2 separate regions of the Hordeum vulgare genome follow, and region 2 is linked to region 1. Evidence: chromatin contacts called from public Hi-C data. All regions are on one chromosome and are shown on one strand. The core of a region is the stretch at or near the end of the contact, and the rest is flanking DNA. Distances in the headings are between cores, read along the strand shown.

Region 1 (4,728 bases), core at 677-3,176:
GAAAGGGATATGTGCTACTATACTAGGAAATGGCTATTTAAAAAAAATGCAGTTGAAAGCAACATGAAAAACACATCGATTGCGTGATATCTATCTATGAAGAAAATAAGCATGCATGCAATACGAGAGTGAGAACTGAGAATTAGAGACGGGAAGAATCTGACCAGCTGTCTTTTGAAATGTGACAATCTTCTCCACAAATCCATAAGGAGAAAACACTTGATGAAGCACTTCGACGGTCATAGGATAGAGCATATGATGAACGGTAACTAAGAGAATTCGGTTGGGTTCATCCTGAGGCCCAGCAGCAGACGAGTACCGAGAAAGAATAGAGGAGAGAGAGAGAAGAATGAATAGAGAAGAATAGGTATCTAGTTGGAATAGAAGAGAGTAGAGAGATCATGTAAACTAAATTAGTAAGCTACAGCAAATGATGAAAAGGCAGGTGAAAAAACAACAGTATGAAAAGTTAATAAATTTTATGTTTAATGACTTAGTATTTTACTTTAGTTTTAATGTATTAATTAATCTATAATAGTATACATGGTTGCTGGCACGAGAAAATATATTTTTTAGCAGCACACTATGGAAGGCCCGAACAATAAAAATAGATTTGAGCAACCTAGCACCTAATTCATGGAAAGATCCCACTATGTTACATTAGAAAAAGAGCAACCCACGCTCTAAACAGAAGGAATGAAAACACGGCAATATGTTTACATGCAGAGATCATAGAATACATAAATACACAAAACTGCCGATAACCTATAGAAAACAAATCATGCTAATAGTGTGGAACCCAAATTGCATCTGGATAATTATGTACCTGATCAGGATTCCGTCCATGAGAGCTCTGATCAGTATTCAATTCTTGATGAGAAGAATACTGCAAGTACACATTTCTTCCCCTGATATGGAAGGAGCATGGTAAACGTCACATAATGGCATGGAAATCAACTTCACTATTAGATTTGTAAAAAATTAATGGAAGTATATAACAACATTAAGCAAGACAATGCAACTTTAACCTCTCACAATCCAAATCACAAATGACGCAACTCTCTGCCATTGTGGATAATCACAACACAGAGAACATAATAATTCAAAAAGTAGCTCTACAGAAAGAAAACGGCTGACACTGAACCACCAAGAGGTAGGAAATCCCTACGATGCAACCACGTCAGGTCCAAGAAGAAGATTACCTCACGCTAGGTTGAATAGTAGTGTAGTACTGGATGGCGCTAATTGAGGAAGAAAGGTCCTCCATCTGGACAAGGGCCTGCAGTGGCAGTGGCACAAACGCCACATTACAATCATACAAAACTGCAAACGCGCATCCACCTAACAACTGAAACTCGTGAGAACGGACGAGGCCGAGAGGTCACCTGATTCTTGGCACGCAGCATGACGACCTTGGCGACCGCGCCAAACGGCTGCACCACCTGGAGCAGGTCAGTCTGCATACACAACGAGAAGGCCGAAAAGATCAGGCTTTGAACCGGACAACGGAACAATCCGGGCGAGAAATTCCGCCGAACAGCTCTACAGAAAAAAAGGGGCCGGGATTCACTCGCCTCGGAGATCTCATGCCCGACGTTCCGGATGTGGATCACCCTGGAGGGCTCGGCCATCCTTGCCCCCGACACAGCAACTCTAATCGCGCGCAGCAAAACAACAGCAATAACAGATTAGTCCACTAGGGTTCGAGAAGCGAGCTGGCTCGATCCGTACAGCCCAGGAGGCGAGCGCGGGAGGGGGCGGGGAGGAGCGGTACCTTCGTCTGCTAGGGTTTTAGCAGTTGGGCGGAGGATCTAGGGTTTAGACGAGGGGGAGGAAAGGGGAGAGGGATGGACGGATGGAGAACCGGGGATTTCAGAGGAGCCGGATTTGTTCGGGATTTGGGATTAGGTGAGGAGCGCACGCCTGTTTCTGTTTGACGGGGGCGAGCCCGAGAGGAGAGACCGACAGGCTTTGACGGCTGTACGCACGCGCTCGTGGAAGCAAGGGTCCTGTGCCTTTGGGCCAAATTCACGTTTTTTTTTACCATTTTTACTAACTTTAGCCCGATCCGACCTTATTTGCAGAAATAAAAATGGATCTGACCATTTTTTCTCTATCGTCACCCCCCGTGGTGATATGGTGATAAGCATATACGGAGTACATCTTAGAGCATGTACAATAATTGATAAGATATTTTTATTTTAAATCTTGCATTTATTTAGAGATGACAAAAAAGACTTACAATGAATGATCTTTTAGTTTTATCTTCAATAACTAGTTATTTCTAAAAACATGGTCACACATATTGTGTTAAAAGATCATCCATTGTCTTCTCTTATATGAGAAGACAAACTTTTTCTTGTGAGTTCTCTTTCCTTCACGTCATCATTTATCCTATGGGTCACTTCTAAGATAACATTATTGTACATAGCCTTACCGTCACTCGTTGTATCGGTAGAGGTCGGATCAACGCAGATGGCATCGTCGGATCATCAGGGTCAAATGACGTTGTCTGCATTGACCCGACCCCTACCGCCACAGAAAGTAACATTAGGGTATATGTGTCACGGTTGTTGTTTACGCATTTACAAACATGTTCAACGGATTATAAGTTAAATTACCACATTAAAACATGAAATATATGACGATGAATATTAGGAGTGTGAATATTACGGCGACTATCGGGGTATGTGCGACACGCTTACCTACGAGACGACAGGTTCTTCAGCATGAAGCTTGACGAGGCCTTCAAAGTTTATATGGTACGCAACGATGACAAGGTTTTTTCGTAATTAAACATGCATGACTTTTGTTTCTTTGCTTCAACGTGTAATTTTTGTTTTATACAATTCGACTAGTTCTTCCCTTGCCATGCAAGAAGATATGTGTTGGAGAGGCTCGGTTTCGAAGACCACGAGAGTATGGAGACGGGGAGAGTTAACCTGAGGACTATACATGGTCACACATTTGTGATCAAAGTAATTAATTTAATTTTTAACACCAAAATAGGATGTCCAAATTGGGAAGATCTTTGCAGTGCATATGGATTTCAGGATGGTACGCAAATAACCTTCGATCTTTGTCCCGAAGATAATATGCGAGGCAACATCGACATTCGGGTGGTTGTCGATATGTTTCCTGTTTTACCTCCATGTGAGTTCCTCAACCATATTTGTCAAGTAATTTGCATTCCATATTTAGAAATACTTGGTGTTCATCCATATACTAAATTTGTTAAATTATAATTTACTGCTTATTTCGTTTCTTCGAGTGAATTATGGAAATTAATTGACACGACACACTACACGTATAGATCACATCTAACTTGGGAGGAGAAGGATGTTCTTCTCTACTTTCTTGTTGGTGTCCTGGTTTGTAGGGATAACTTCCCGTATAATTTGGAAATTGACCAAAATTATACATTTTACATGCCACTAGTGCATAGGTTGAGGGTGGGTGACATTTCCGAAATATCTTGGTAAGAGTTTCCTAATTAAGTACGCTCTACTATTACATAAATGATGTTGATTACATTGCTAACTAGGTTATTATTATGTTCTTCACCAGCAACTGCCAAATGATGTAGTGCCTCTGTTGATGCATCCAGAAGATCATATGAAAATTAAAAGCCCGCTGAGGGCTGAGTTCGATGCTCCATACTCGAGTAACCGCAAATCAAAAAGACTCTAAATTGAAGCATGGAGAGAAATAAAGAAAGATCGCAAGCCACAAGTTGGAGACCATTGGATCTCTGTGGTTCATTGATACGTCTCCATCGTATCTACTTTTTCAAACTCTTTTGCCCTTGTTTTGGACTCTAATTTGCATGATTTGAATGGAACTAACCTGGACTGACGTTGTTTTCAGCAGAATTGCCTTGGTGTTATTTTTGTGCAGAAATCAAAGTTCTCCAAACGTCCAGAAATTTTACGGGGAGCAATTTTGAAAATAAGAAAAATATCTACGCCAAGTTCCACCTCAAGGGGTGGGCCAGTGGGCCACAAGACCTGGCTCCGCCACCACCACCCTGGTGGCGGTGGGCAGGCTTGTGGGGCCCACACGGCTCTACCGCCCCCAATTCCAGCTCTATAAGATCCCTTTCATCCCAGAAAAAATAAAATGAGAAGTTTTCGTCGCGTTTTCGATATGGAGGCGCCGCCACCACCTGTTCTTCATCTAGAGGGCAGATCTGGAGTCCATCTTGGGCTCCGAAGAGGGGAAATCGTCGCCATCGTCATCATCAACCTTCTTCCCTCTCCAATTCCATGAAGCTCTTCGTCGTTCGTGAGTAATCTGTTCGTAGGCTCGCTAGGTGGTGACGAGTAGGATGAGATCTATCATGTAATCGAGTTAGTTTTGATGGGGATTGATCCCTAGTATCCACTATGTTCTGAGATTGATGTTGCTAGTACTTTGCCATGCTTAATGCTTGTCACTAGGGCCCGAGTGCCATGATTTCAGATCTGAAATTATTATGTTGTCACCAATATATGTGTATTTTAGATCCGATCTTGCAAGTTGTAGTTACCTACTATGTGTTATGATCCGGCAACCCCGGAGTGACAATAACTGGAACCACTCCCGGTGATGACCATAGTTTGAGGAGTTCATGTGTTCACCAAGTGCTAATGCGTTGGCCTGATTCTTTATTAAAAGGAGAACCTTAATATCCCATAGTTTCCTTTTGGACACCGCTGCCACGGGAGGGATGGACAATAGATGTCATGC
Region 2 (5,351 bases), core at 338-2,837, 210 kb after region 1:
TTATAGTGTTGTATTATTTTTCAGATGAATTTCACAATCATTAATCTCAATTAACCATAGCAGATTTCAGTATTCTAGATAAATACGGTTTTGCGCATATGTGTTTCCTTGTGTGGTTTCAATGAAATTTATTGATTTGGTACAATCTTGATCAATTTGATTATTTTTTGTTTCTTACTAGCAAGAAAAGGCTGATCTCATATTTTTTGCAGCATTGGAATTTACTTTTTACATGGCACATTTTGCAGTGGACAATGAGGTGAGAACTTAAAAACTAATCGACCTGATAAATTAGATGTTCAATGTTTATATTTTGTGCCAGATCAGTTTTTACGCTAAATATCCATTGCAAATGTATTCTGCTGAAATTTGTTGGACGCTATCTTTCCTCTCTTGGTTATCTAACATGCATATTCAATATGTCTACTTTTCATAGATATATGAGTTATTCATGGGGAAATATATTTCTCCTTGGTTGTGTTTCAGACATGCATCTAATAATATTTCAGATTTAAAGTTCATGTTGTTGTCAATTTTGTACAAATTCAAATTCCCTTTCAGGCCATCGGTAAGATCAACTCAGATAATAGCTCAAGTTTGTAAAGACACTCAAACAATTTGACACAGATTTGCCGAAGATTTGCCGAAGAGACAGAGTGAGGACACCAAGCCGAGTAGAGGCTAGGTCATGTATGGCGTGCTCTTTTTTTCCTGCTTAGTGGTCAAAACTCTGAAGGTGATCTATATCATACTAAGAGTTTCATGCATTGTCCTTTTTCCCTGTACACCATATACTTAATGAGTGATTCATAGAGTTTCTAGGTTATTGGTATCCTATAAGGTAGGAGCAGACATGCTTTTGTTTTATTTTATGGCAGATTTGTTTCATTCATGTAAGCTTTGCTCCCCTAAATAAGATCTCTTCGGTGACACGTATAATGGAGCAGTAGTTGAGCATTTGTTGAAGTCCTAAAATATTTATCGTATACTCATGACGATGAAACATTTAATAACCATAGTGTTTGTTCCATGGTTTTTTATGTTTTGGATGTTATGCCAATTCAGCATCACCCGCTGCGACGAAGAATGCCTGCTCCTAGGGCTTGAGGAAATAGAGCATCCAGTAAAGAAAGAATTTAAGAAAAAGTACATGTGTGGCAACCACCTTGGACGAAACAGTCGTTCTCTCTTCTGATGAAGAAAGTAACGACAAGACGTGAAGATCAAAAGCCTATCATCCAGAATGCTAACAAGCACGTATGTTACTTAGGCATGTTCTACTTCACTTAGTTCTACTCTTTATCTGCGACTATCTGTCCACGATGATGTATTTGTTTGTTCATTCATGCATGTATGCTACCTAGACATGTGGTTGAACTCAAATAACTTACTGTCTACTCTATTGTCCACTGTCTTTCCATAAACATATCAGCCTGCAAAAGTGCAAAGGGCGCTACTACGTAACGCGCGCGCGCTGTACGACAAGATGTAGCGGCCGTCCATATTAGGCAGGCCACGTGCAGTCCCCTCCACCCCCGCGGCAGTCCCCTCCACCCCCACGCGCACGTGACCATGTCCCACCGTAACCTTCCAACCGAAACCCAATTTCTCCCTCTTAATCCCCCTGTAACTCTCTCCCCTCTCCTCCCCACTTTTCTCCCCAGCCACCGTTGGAGGCCATGGCCTAGATTGGGGAGGGGAGCTTCGTGTCCACCAATAATAGTAGGAATCCAGGCAAAACATCAAATGAAGAAAAGCAAAAAAACAGAAAACTCCGTTAGATTTGTGTATGATCCGGCAACATATCTGGTATAAGAAGAAACGTTTACAAAACAATTTGCCAGCGACGCCAGACCAGGTAAGGTTCCTCCATTCTATTTTTGTACAAGAAAACAAGCAAGATCTCTTGTGTAGTTTGCAAAAAAAAACTCTACTGTACACCCCATGTGCTTGCAACTTTAATTTTGGACCTGAATGTTGAACCTGGTCAGAGGCTTTAATTTTGGATCTGAATGTTGAACCTGGTCAGCGGGTCAAGCGATTTTTCAAGGTGTGTGTAGGCAAGTAGGTCGACGGGTTAGGCGACCTAGTATCAGGTGGTGGGCAAGTTCATTTCGATCGTCTTAGACAATTTCTCAAGGCGTGTGGGTCTGTGTGTAGGCGAGTAGGCCGACGGGTTAGGCGACCTAGCACCCGCTGATGGGCAAGTTCGTTTCAGCCTAGGCGGTTTTTCAAGGTGTGTGTGTGTGCGCGTGCGCGTGTGTGTGTAGGTAAGTAGGTCGGACGGTTAGGCGACCTAGCACCGAGTGGCGGGCGAGTTTGTTTCGGCCGGCTTGGGCGATCTCTCAAGGGTGTTGGTGTGTGTGTGGGCAAGTAGGTCGACGCGTTAGGCGACCTAGCACCGGTGATGGGCGAGTTTGCTTTTGGCTTGCTTAGGCGATTTTTCAAGGGGGTGGGGTGTGTGTAGGCGAATAGGTCGGAGGGTTAGGTTTCCGAGCATCGGGTGGCGGGCGAGTTCGTTTCGGCTGGCTTAGGTGATTTCTCAAGGGGTGTGTGGGGGTGTGTGTGTATGCGAGTAGGCCTACGGGTTAGGCGACCTAGCACCTGATGGTGGGCGAGTTCGTTTCGGCCAACTTAGGCGATTTTTCAAAGTGTGTGTGTGTGTGTGTGTAGGTGAGTAGGTCGGCGGGTTAGGCGACCTAGCACCGAGTGGCAGACGAGTTCGTTTCGGACAGCTTGGGCGATTTCTCAAAGGGTGTGGGCGTTTGTGTGGGCGAGTAAGTCAACGGGTTAGGCGACCTAGCACCCTATGGTGGGCGAGTTTGCTTTTGGCCTGCTTAGGCGATTTTTCAAGGGGTGTGGGGTGTGTGTAGGAGAATAAGTCGACGGGTTAGGCGACCGAGCACCGAGTGGCGGGCAAGTTCGTTTCGGCCGGCTTAGGCGATTTCTCAAGGGGTGTGTGGGTGTGTGTGGGCGAGTAGGTCGGCGGGTTAGGCGACCTAGAACCGAGTGGCGGGCGAGTTCGTTTCGGCCGGCTTGGGCGATTTCTCAAAGGGTGTGGCCGTTTGTGTGGGCGAGTAGGTCGACGGGTTAGGCGACCTAGCACCCTATGGTGGGCAAGTTTGCTTTTGGCATGCTTAGGCGATTTTTCAAGGGTTTTGGGGTGTGTGTAGGCGAATAGATCAACGGGTTAGGCGACCAAGCACCGAGTGGCGGGCGAGTTCGTTTCGGTCAGCTTAGGCGATTTCTCAAGGGATGTGTGGGGTGTGTGTGGGCGAGTAGGTCGACGGGTTAGGCGACCTAGCACCCGATGGTGGGTGAGTTTGCTTTTGGCCTGCTTAGGCCATTTTTCAAGGAGTGTGGGGTGTGTGTAGGCGAATATGTCGATGGGTTAGGCTACCGAGCACATGGTGGCGGGCGAGTTCGTTTCGGTTGGCTTAGGCGATTTCTCAAGGGGTGTGTGGGGGTGTGTGTAGGCGAGTAGGCCGACGGATTAGGCGACGTAGCACCCGATGGTGGGCGAGTTCGTTTTGGCCGGCTTAGTATTTTTTAAGGGGTGTGGGTGTGGGTGTAGGCGAGTAGGTCGGCGGGTTAGGTGACCTAGCAAGGGGGGGGGGGGTGTGCGAGTTCGTTTTAGCCTGCTTAGGCTATTTCTCAAGGGCTGTGGGTGTGTGTGTAGGCGAACAGGTCGGCGGGTTAGGCGCCGAGCACGGAGTGGAGGGCGAGTTCGTTTTGACCGGCTTAGGCTATTTCTCAAGGGGTGTGGGTGTGTGTGTAGGCGAGTAGGTCGACAGGTTAGGTGACCTAGCAACGGGGGTGGGCGAGTTCGTTTTAGCCGACTTAGGCTATTTCTCAAGGGGTGTGGGTGTGTGTAGGCGAGTAGGTCGGCGGGTTAGGCGACCTAGCAGTCGGGTGGTGGGCGAGTTCGTTTCGATTGGCTTAGGCTATTTCTCAAGGGGTGTGGGTGTCTGTAGGCGAGTACGTCAGCAAGGTTAGGTGACCTAGCAACGGGGGTGGGCGAGTTCGTTTTAGCCGGCTTAGGCTATTTCTCAAGGGGTGTGGGTGTGTGTGTAGGCGAGTAGTTCGACGGGTTAGGCAACCTAACACCGGGTGGTGGGCTGAGTTTGTTTCGGACGGCTTAGACAATTTCTCAAGGGGTGTGGGTGTATGTAGACGAATAGGCCGACGAGTTAGACTACCTAGCATCCGATGGTGGACGAGTTTGTTTCAGCCGGCTTAGGCAATTTCTCAAGGGGTGCGGTTTGTGTGTGTTGGCGAATAGGTTAGTGGGTTAGGTGACCTAGCATCTGGGGGTGGGCAAGTTTGTTTCGTCCAACTTAGGCGATTTTTCAAGGGATGTGGATGTGTGTGTTGGCGAATAGGTCGGTGGGCTAGGCATAATTAGATGGAGGATTAGTACTGCCCGAGTAGACGAGGAGAAGAAGATGTAAGGACATGTACAATGATTCTATCTTAGGAGTGCCACATAAGATAAATGATGAGGTGGAGGAGAGAGAACTCGAAAAAAAAAGCTTTGCCTTCTTTTATTTAAGAGAAGATAAGAGGTGATTTCCTAGCACAATATGTCTCATCATGTTTTAAGGAATAACTAATTATAGAAGATAAGGCTAAGTGATAATCCATTGTAGACTCTTTTTTTTGTCATCTCTAAATTACATGCAAGATTTAAGATAAAAATATCTTATTAATTATTGTACATGCCCTAATGCGGTTCGTTCGAGCGGGAGGCACGGTGGTCACGCTAAGGTAAAGCTCAGCTCAGCGGGCAGAGCCGTAAAAAAAACGCAGTTCAGATTTGGACTGAGGCTAATTGGTTTGAACAAAACAACACTTATGAATGGCAAGGAAAACATCCACGGCATCATGGGTTTGACCAGCCAGGCAGTAATAATACCAAACAGTAGCTACGCTCGTTCATGCGCTCTTTTCTGCCCATAAAATCCAAATTAGTTATACTCTAATTCTATCTTCCCACTAACCAAATCCAAATGGTAGCTACCTCGATGAATTCGCACTGCTCTCACTCCACTGTAAGCCTGACCGCGATTTAGAAAATGGACCATCGACCACAATTCATTCAAAATACCAGTGAATTTAATACTACACCATAGCAATCGTCAGTTAACACTAAACTTCGCCCCTGGAACAACTCTGCCACTCTGCTGAAAAATAAATATTAACAAGATTTTATCACTGAATTCTTGGCTTTTTACTCGACGCTCTGAAATTCTGAATCGATAACTTGAACTGTCCATTTTCGCAGAAATGCCAACTTACCAATTTAAATGGGTAGCAGTACAACAATTGAAGTCTAAATAAAAGCCGAGGAG

What was found. Hi-C and Micro-C count contacts between places; a contact is called where the count stands out from the background.
Region 2: a Hi-C map of seedling shows a contact between it and region 1, with 6 times the contacts expected there. The contact joins the enhancer-like site here to the promoter of LOC123444795 in region 1. A contact is called at or near these places in 2 of 6 Hi-C or Micro-C datasets (leaf and seedling) and 1 of 1 datasets of contacts at active chromatin or transcription factors (embryo).

The regions. Positions count from the first base shown.
Region 1 is chr3H:537,119,372-537,124,099 of MorexV3_pseudomolecules_assembly, forward strand. LOC123444795 (polypyrimidine tract-binding protein homolog 3-like) reads right to left here and starts at 1,927. Exons shown (of 15, transcript XM_045121643.1): 1 at 1,775-1,927; 2 at 1,575-1,653; 3 at 1,386-1,457; 4 at 1,203-1,279; 5 at 827-908; 6 at 165-294. The coding sequence starts at 1,631.
Region 2 is chr3H:537,326,909-537,332,259 of MorexV3_pseudomolecules_assembly, forward strand. No RefSeq gene overlaps it. Among protein-coding and RNA genes, the nearest start is that of LOC123440473, 54 kb to the right of the region's middle. Within about 2 kb of position 1,588, at least 2 of the 3 cell types and tissues checked have open chromatin away from gene starts, as enhancers often do. A contact at or near this core is called in leaf and seedling, where this site is marked.